2 separate regions of the Mus musculus genome follow, and region 1 is linked to region 2. Evidence: chromatin contacts called from public HiCAR-type data. All regions are on one chromosome and are shown on one strand. Each heading gives the region's core, a stretch centred on a gene start, on an enhancer-like site or on the middle of the called end of the contact. The rest is flanking DNA. Distances are from core to core; before and after follow the strand shown. Region 1 has its middle 110 kb from the start of Gm41290. Region 2 overlaps Cpq (carboxypeptidase Q).

What was found. HiCAR-type assays count read pairs that join an accessible place to other places.
Region 1: a contact with region 2 is called in a HiCAR-type map of fibro-adipogenic progenitors, with 6 times the contacts expected there. The contact joins two enhancer-like sites.

Annotation. Positions count from the first base shown.
Region 1 is chr15:33,922,879-33,925,578 of GRCm38.p6, reverse strand. No RefSeq gene overlaps it. Among named protein-coding and RNA genes, the nearest start is that of Gm41290, 110 kb to the left of the region's middle. Within about 2 kb of position 1,303, at least 60 of the 459 cell types and tissues checked have an H3K27ac peak or open chromatin away from gene starts, as enhancers often do. A contact at or near this core is called in fibro-adipogenic progenitors, where this site is marked.
Region 2 is chr15:33,425,597-33,428,296 of GRCm38.p6, reverse strand. All of the region lies in intron 5 of Cpq (carboxypeptidase Q), which reads right to left. Among named protein-coding and RNA genes, the nearest start is that of 4930592A05Rik, 230 kb to the left of the region's middle. Within about 2 kb of position 1,291, at least 30 of the 459 cell types and tissues checked have an H3K27ac peak or open chromatin away from gene starts, as enhancers often do. A contact at or near this core is called in fibro-adipogenic progenitors, where this site is marked.

The sequences.
Region 1 (2,700 bases), core at 54-2,553, 500 kb before region 2:
ACCCCTCCCCCACCTGTTTTTTCTTCCCCAAGTTAACTCCCACTTTTGGCTTTGCATGATATATACTTCATAGCCTTACTTGTGTCCGCATAAAATTCCATTGTGTAGATGTGCTGTTTTCTTTACTTACTCATTGGTTGAAGGTCTTGTTGGCTGGTTCCATGTCCTGGCTATTGTGAATACTGCAGCAGTATACATGGATGCCTGAGTGTCTCTGTAGTGTGTAAATGAGTTCTGCACATGTCCCCAGAAACAGTGTAGTTAGTTCCATTTGCAGAGCTTTTTGTTTGTTTGTTTGTTTGTGTTTTTGAGACAGCTCTATGTAGCTCTGGCTGCACTGGAACTAGCTCTGCAGACCAGGCTGGCCTTAGGCTCAGAGATCAGCTTTTCTCTGCCTTCTGAGTGTGGGAATTAAAGGTATGCATTACCATGCCTGGCTATTACTTGCAGATTTTTGAGGAATCTTCCCACTGATTTCCATAGCTTATTAAAAAGAATCAACTCCTGTTTTCCTCCCTCCCTCCCTCCCTCCCTCCCTCCCTCCCTCCCTCCCTCCCTCCCTCCCTCCCTCCCTCCCTTTCCTTCCTCTCTCTCTCTTCCTCCTTCCTCCATCCATCCCTTTCTTCCTTCCTTCTCTTTTATGTTTAGAGTTGTGTGCCCATCCCAGGTGCTTTAGGCAGCCAGTTGAAAATTTATTGTTTCAGCTGTTTGGCAATACACTATTAATTGTGGATTTTTAACAACAAAAATAACCAGACAAGCTGGTTTTCTTTTGAGCACTGGCAGACGTGGTTTCAATTTTTAATTCTAAGTAACGTACATGGCACACACACTTGCCAGAAAGGAAGAGTCTTTTCTGGAAGGCAGCATGCCATGTGGCCCATCTTGCTTTCTACTGAGTGCCTTTTGGAATTTATATTAAAAAAATGAGGAAGGAAGAAAAACAAATGAAAGTGGTTGCCAGGGCAACTTGCATCTTTGCGCAGTAGTGGTTTTTGTGTCACTGGATTTTCTGATGTTGAGTTTAGTGGCTAGTTGTAGAGTTTTTCTTTGGAAAATTGCCTAGTCTAAAGCCTGTATACACTTTAGAGCCTTCAGACCTTCTGCAGGCTCACACAGACCTCATTCAACCTATGTTGGCGATTGGGTATGAATGGTTGGTTACGTTGGAACATTTTTCTGTAGCTGTCTGTTCTTTAGTCTATTTGCTTTTGGCATCTGAGTTTGTAACCTTCCCTGAATTACTCCTGTATGACTTCTTGTCACAATCCCAAATCCCAGAGGCACTTGCTAACTCAGCCCAGATGCCAGGATGATTCATCCCAGCTGGATTGCCTGATCCTAATGAGTAAACAGTCATATGTGCAGTTAAAACAGAAGTCAAAATGATGAAATTAGTCTTCAGGCTGTACTTAGTAATGACAAGGTTTCCTTTTGTAAAACCCAAGAACCACTCATGCAGGTACTAGCAATAAGGGACAAGCCAATCATCTTGTTCTCCTGTCTTTCAGAATCTATAGGAGCTATAAGGTGCATCTGTGTTAGGGACTAAGAAGGCCACTAAAGGCTAGATGGTGAGAGAAACAAAGTGATGTCTTTCCTCAGAGAGCATTGTGAAAATTAAATTTTCAGCTTTAGTGACTGAACTTTCCGGTTTCTCTTTGTCTCTATAAAGACTGACTTTGCTTCCCATGCTTCAGGTTCTGTAGCACTCTGCCCTTGCTTCTGGAGTCTGGAGGTTTACCTATTTCCCTTGCCACACTATGAGGTGCTGGTGGTATGTGTTTAGAAATGCTACTAGGAGGTCAGCATGCTGTAGGTAGCTTGATGATGGCCATATTAAGAATTAAGGAATTTAACAAATACCCCAATCAAGGCTACTGCTGTTATTCCTCCTCCTCATTCTATGTTTCTTTCTTTTTCTTTGTCTTTCTGTCTGTCTGACTTTCTCTGTTTTTTTTTTTTTTTTCCATTTTTGAGATAGCTTACCAGTGTACAGGTCTTCAAAATGTTACTTTCTTTTTGGGTCTCTGGAACCTAACAATGACTGGCATCTGGTAGGTATACTATACTTATTTGAACAAACGAAGGGACTATGCTTAGTTTCCTGAAGGACAAAAATCAGAATAAAACCAACCAATCCATTCTTATATATAACGAAACAATCTCTCTCTCTCTCTCTCTCTCTCTCTCTCTCTCTCTCTCTCTCTCTCTCTCTCTCTCAATCTCTCTCTCTGTCTGTCTTTCTTTTACACACACACACACACACACACCTGTAGAGATTTGAAGTGATCCATTGAAAGGTCCTTACCTTCCCACCTGTCTTAGTCAGGGTTTTTATTCCTGCACAAACATCATGACCAAGAAGCAGGTTGGGGAGGAAAAGGTTTATTGAGCTTACACTTCCACGTTGCTGTTCATTACCAAAGGAAGTCAGGACTGGAACTCATGAAGGTCAGGAAGCAGGAGCTGATGCAGAAGCCATGGAGGGATTGGCTTGCTTCTCTTGGCTTGCTCTGCTTGCTTTCTTATACAACCCAAGACTACCAGCCCAGGGATGGTACCACTCACAATGGGCCCTCCCCACTTGATCACTAATTGAGAAAATGCCTTACAGTTGGAGCTCATGGAGGCCTTTCCTCACCTAAAGCTTCTTTATCTGTGATAACTCCAGCTTGTGTCAAGTTGACTTGACACATA
Region 2 (2,700 bases), core at 42-2,541:
TCCCAAATGAAAAGATGAATCCCATCTCATTCTCACCTCTACCCATATTGAGCTGATCAGACTGCTACCTTCCTGTGATAGTCTCAATAGAATTTAGAATCATCATGGATACATATATCTAGGCATTTCTATGAAGCACTTATTTAGATAACATTAATTGTGATGGAATCAACTGTCCTAAATGTGGGCAATACCATCCCAGGGACTGTAGTCATGGACTGAATAAAAAGAAGAAAGGGAGTTGAGCAGGGGCATCCATGCCTCTGCCTCCAGACTCCGTAGGCAGTGAGACCAGTTCGCTCACATTTTTGCCACCATGCCATTGCTGCTAGGAAGGACTACAGTCACTGAAACCATGAATCAAAATGAACTCTTCCTTTCTCAATTTGCTCCTTCCTTCCTTCCTTCCTTCCTTCCTTCCTTCCTTCCTTCCTTCCTCCCTCCCTCCCTCCCTCCCTCCCTCCCTCCCTCCCTCCCTCCCTCCCTCCTTTCTTTCTTTCTTTCTTTCTTTCTTTCTTTCTTTCTTTCTTTCCTTCTTTCCCTCTTTCCTTCCTTCCTTGCTCCATCCCACCCCTCTCTCTCCTCCTTCCTCTTCTTTCTTTTTCTTCTTTTGTTTGTTTCTTGTTTCATTTTTGGTATTTCATGACAGCAACAAGACAAGCAACTAATACTGAAAATAGACACTAAAAAATGATGCTAGTGAGGTGATAAACCTGATCATGTACTTTGCAAGCCTTCAAAACTGCTTGGCTGCAGAAAGGTGGAAGCATTTGGAGTTTTGAGCTAGGAAAGCTCTAGAACCCTACAAGTCCAGTTACTTTTAGAAGTTTGAAAAAATGGAGTTTTGAGAAAAGAATGGGCTTTGGAGACCTGGCTCATGAGGTTTCAGATGCGAGTGATGACTAACAGGAAGCAGGTTTGAGGCTATTTATATGATATTTTGTCAAAGAGTATGGCTATATTCTGCCCATGTCTAGGAACTTCAGTTATGCTAATAAACAACAGAATTGGAATATTTGTTTGGTGGAGGACATTCTGGTTATGGTATGGATGTTGCTCATTGTTCTTAAGCCAGATCTATAATGAGAGAGAACAAAAGTAGAGTAGAAGAATACAAAGAATATGCAATTTGGTGAGGAAAACAAGAAACTAGATAATGTTTTAAGCCCCACCCATAGAAGTGTCTATCTTGTGAAATCCAAACGCATTAGAATGGAAAGTACCCAAACTGAGAATGCCTCTGAAAATGTTCTGTTTCACAAATGCAATTCCCTAGGGAAATGTTTCTCCAAGCTTAGCTCACAGAAGCTGATGCAATTGTGGTCCTTGGGGAACAGACTCTATCCTGAGCTTGTAGCAGAACTTAGCAGTACCATTTACGAAGTACTAGTTTTTCAGGCCTGAACTATACAAGATTGAGGGGGTCATGTAGTATTGTTGAGGGGGAATCATAGAGTCTTATATCATGTTTCCAGAAAGCCATTGTGGCCAGACAATTTGTGTATATTTGTAGTCTCTACTAGTAGTACCAAGAGGAGGCCACTGTATGAAACTGTGAATGTTAAGTCTGGCATGGCCTTGGGGAGGGTAGGGGACAGGGGGTACAAAATGACAAGGTTTCTGACCCTGAGGGCTAAGCCAGTAGATGTGAGTCTCCACAAGTGTTGATGACTGCCATAGGCATAATCCTTGTTTGTATACTAATGTACATATTTTACATTCCTCCTTTAAGGAATGTCCTTGCTGTTAAGGTTAGTTACTCCACGATAATTAGACAGGACCAGTCCAGGAAGTGAAGGTGTGGCTAATGTCTCAGCAAAATGGTAAACACTGGGACCTTCAGGACAGCCTTTAAGGCTGTGGTGAAAAGCTCTAAAAACATGAGTTTCAAAATATATAATTTCTCACCTATACAAAAAATAAGGATGCAACATGAATTATGAGGGCCCTTATGAATCTAAAGGAACAGAGGCAGCTGCGTTAACAAGCAGTGTGTCAGAAAGATTTGAAGACAGGCAGATACAAATGCAAGCAGATTTCTGAGTTCAAGGTCAGCCTAGGACACAGTGAGTCCATGCCTAAGTGTGGTACAAATACTAATTTCAGAACTGGGTCCCACCCAGCTAGTTTATCTTCTGTATTTAACAAAGACAGGAAGATTTCTGAATTCTTTTGCAATATTAAAAGAACATTTGTGCTTGCAGTCTCCTAAGAATTAAGGGGCTGGGATAACAGGCTTCTAATTCATAGGATAATCAAAAGGAAATGTGAAGTAACTGACTGGACTGATAGTTAAAATAAAAGACTGGGCTTATGATCTGCAGGACTGCAGGAGATGATCTATCTAGAGAATTTTTAAGAATAGCAAGAGAGATCTGCTTAGAGAACTGTCTCCATCAGGACATAGAGAGCTGTTTGGAGATTTCCAGAGAAAGCAGATCAGAGAAAGAAGGAAAGCATAACAGAGAGAAGGCAGGCTGGAAAGCTGTCTCCAGCAGAACATAGGCTACCAACTTGGATCTAACTTGGATTTGAATTTGAGTACTTTGTTTTTGCTGCTCTCAGACACCTGTACTCTTAGAATCCCCCTCCAACCGAAGGCAATCCCTTCGGATGTAAAGATGAAGCCAAGTTGCAATGCAAACCTCTGTGGCATTGGAGATGGTAGAACCATGGGATTCCTGCTGAAGAAAGCTGAAT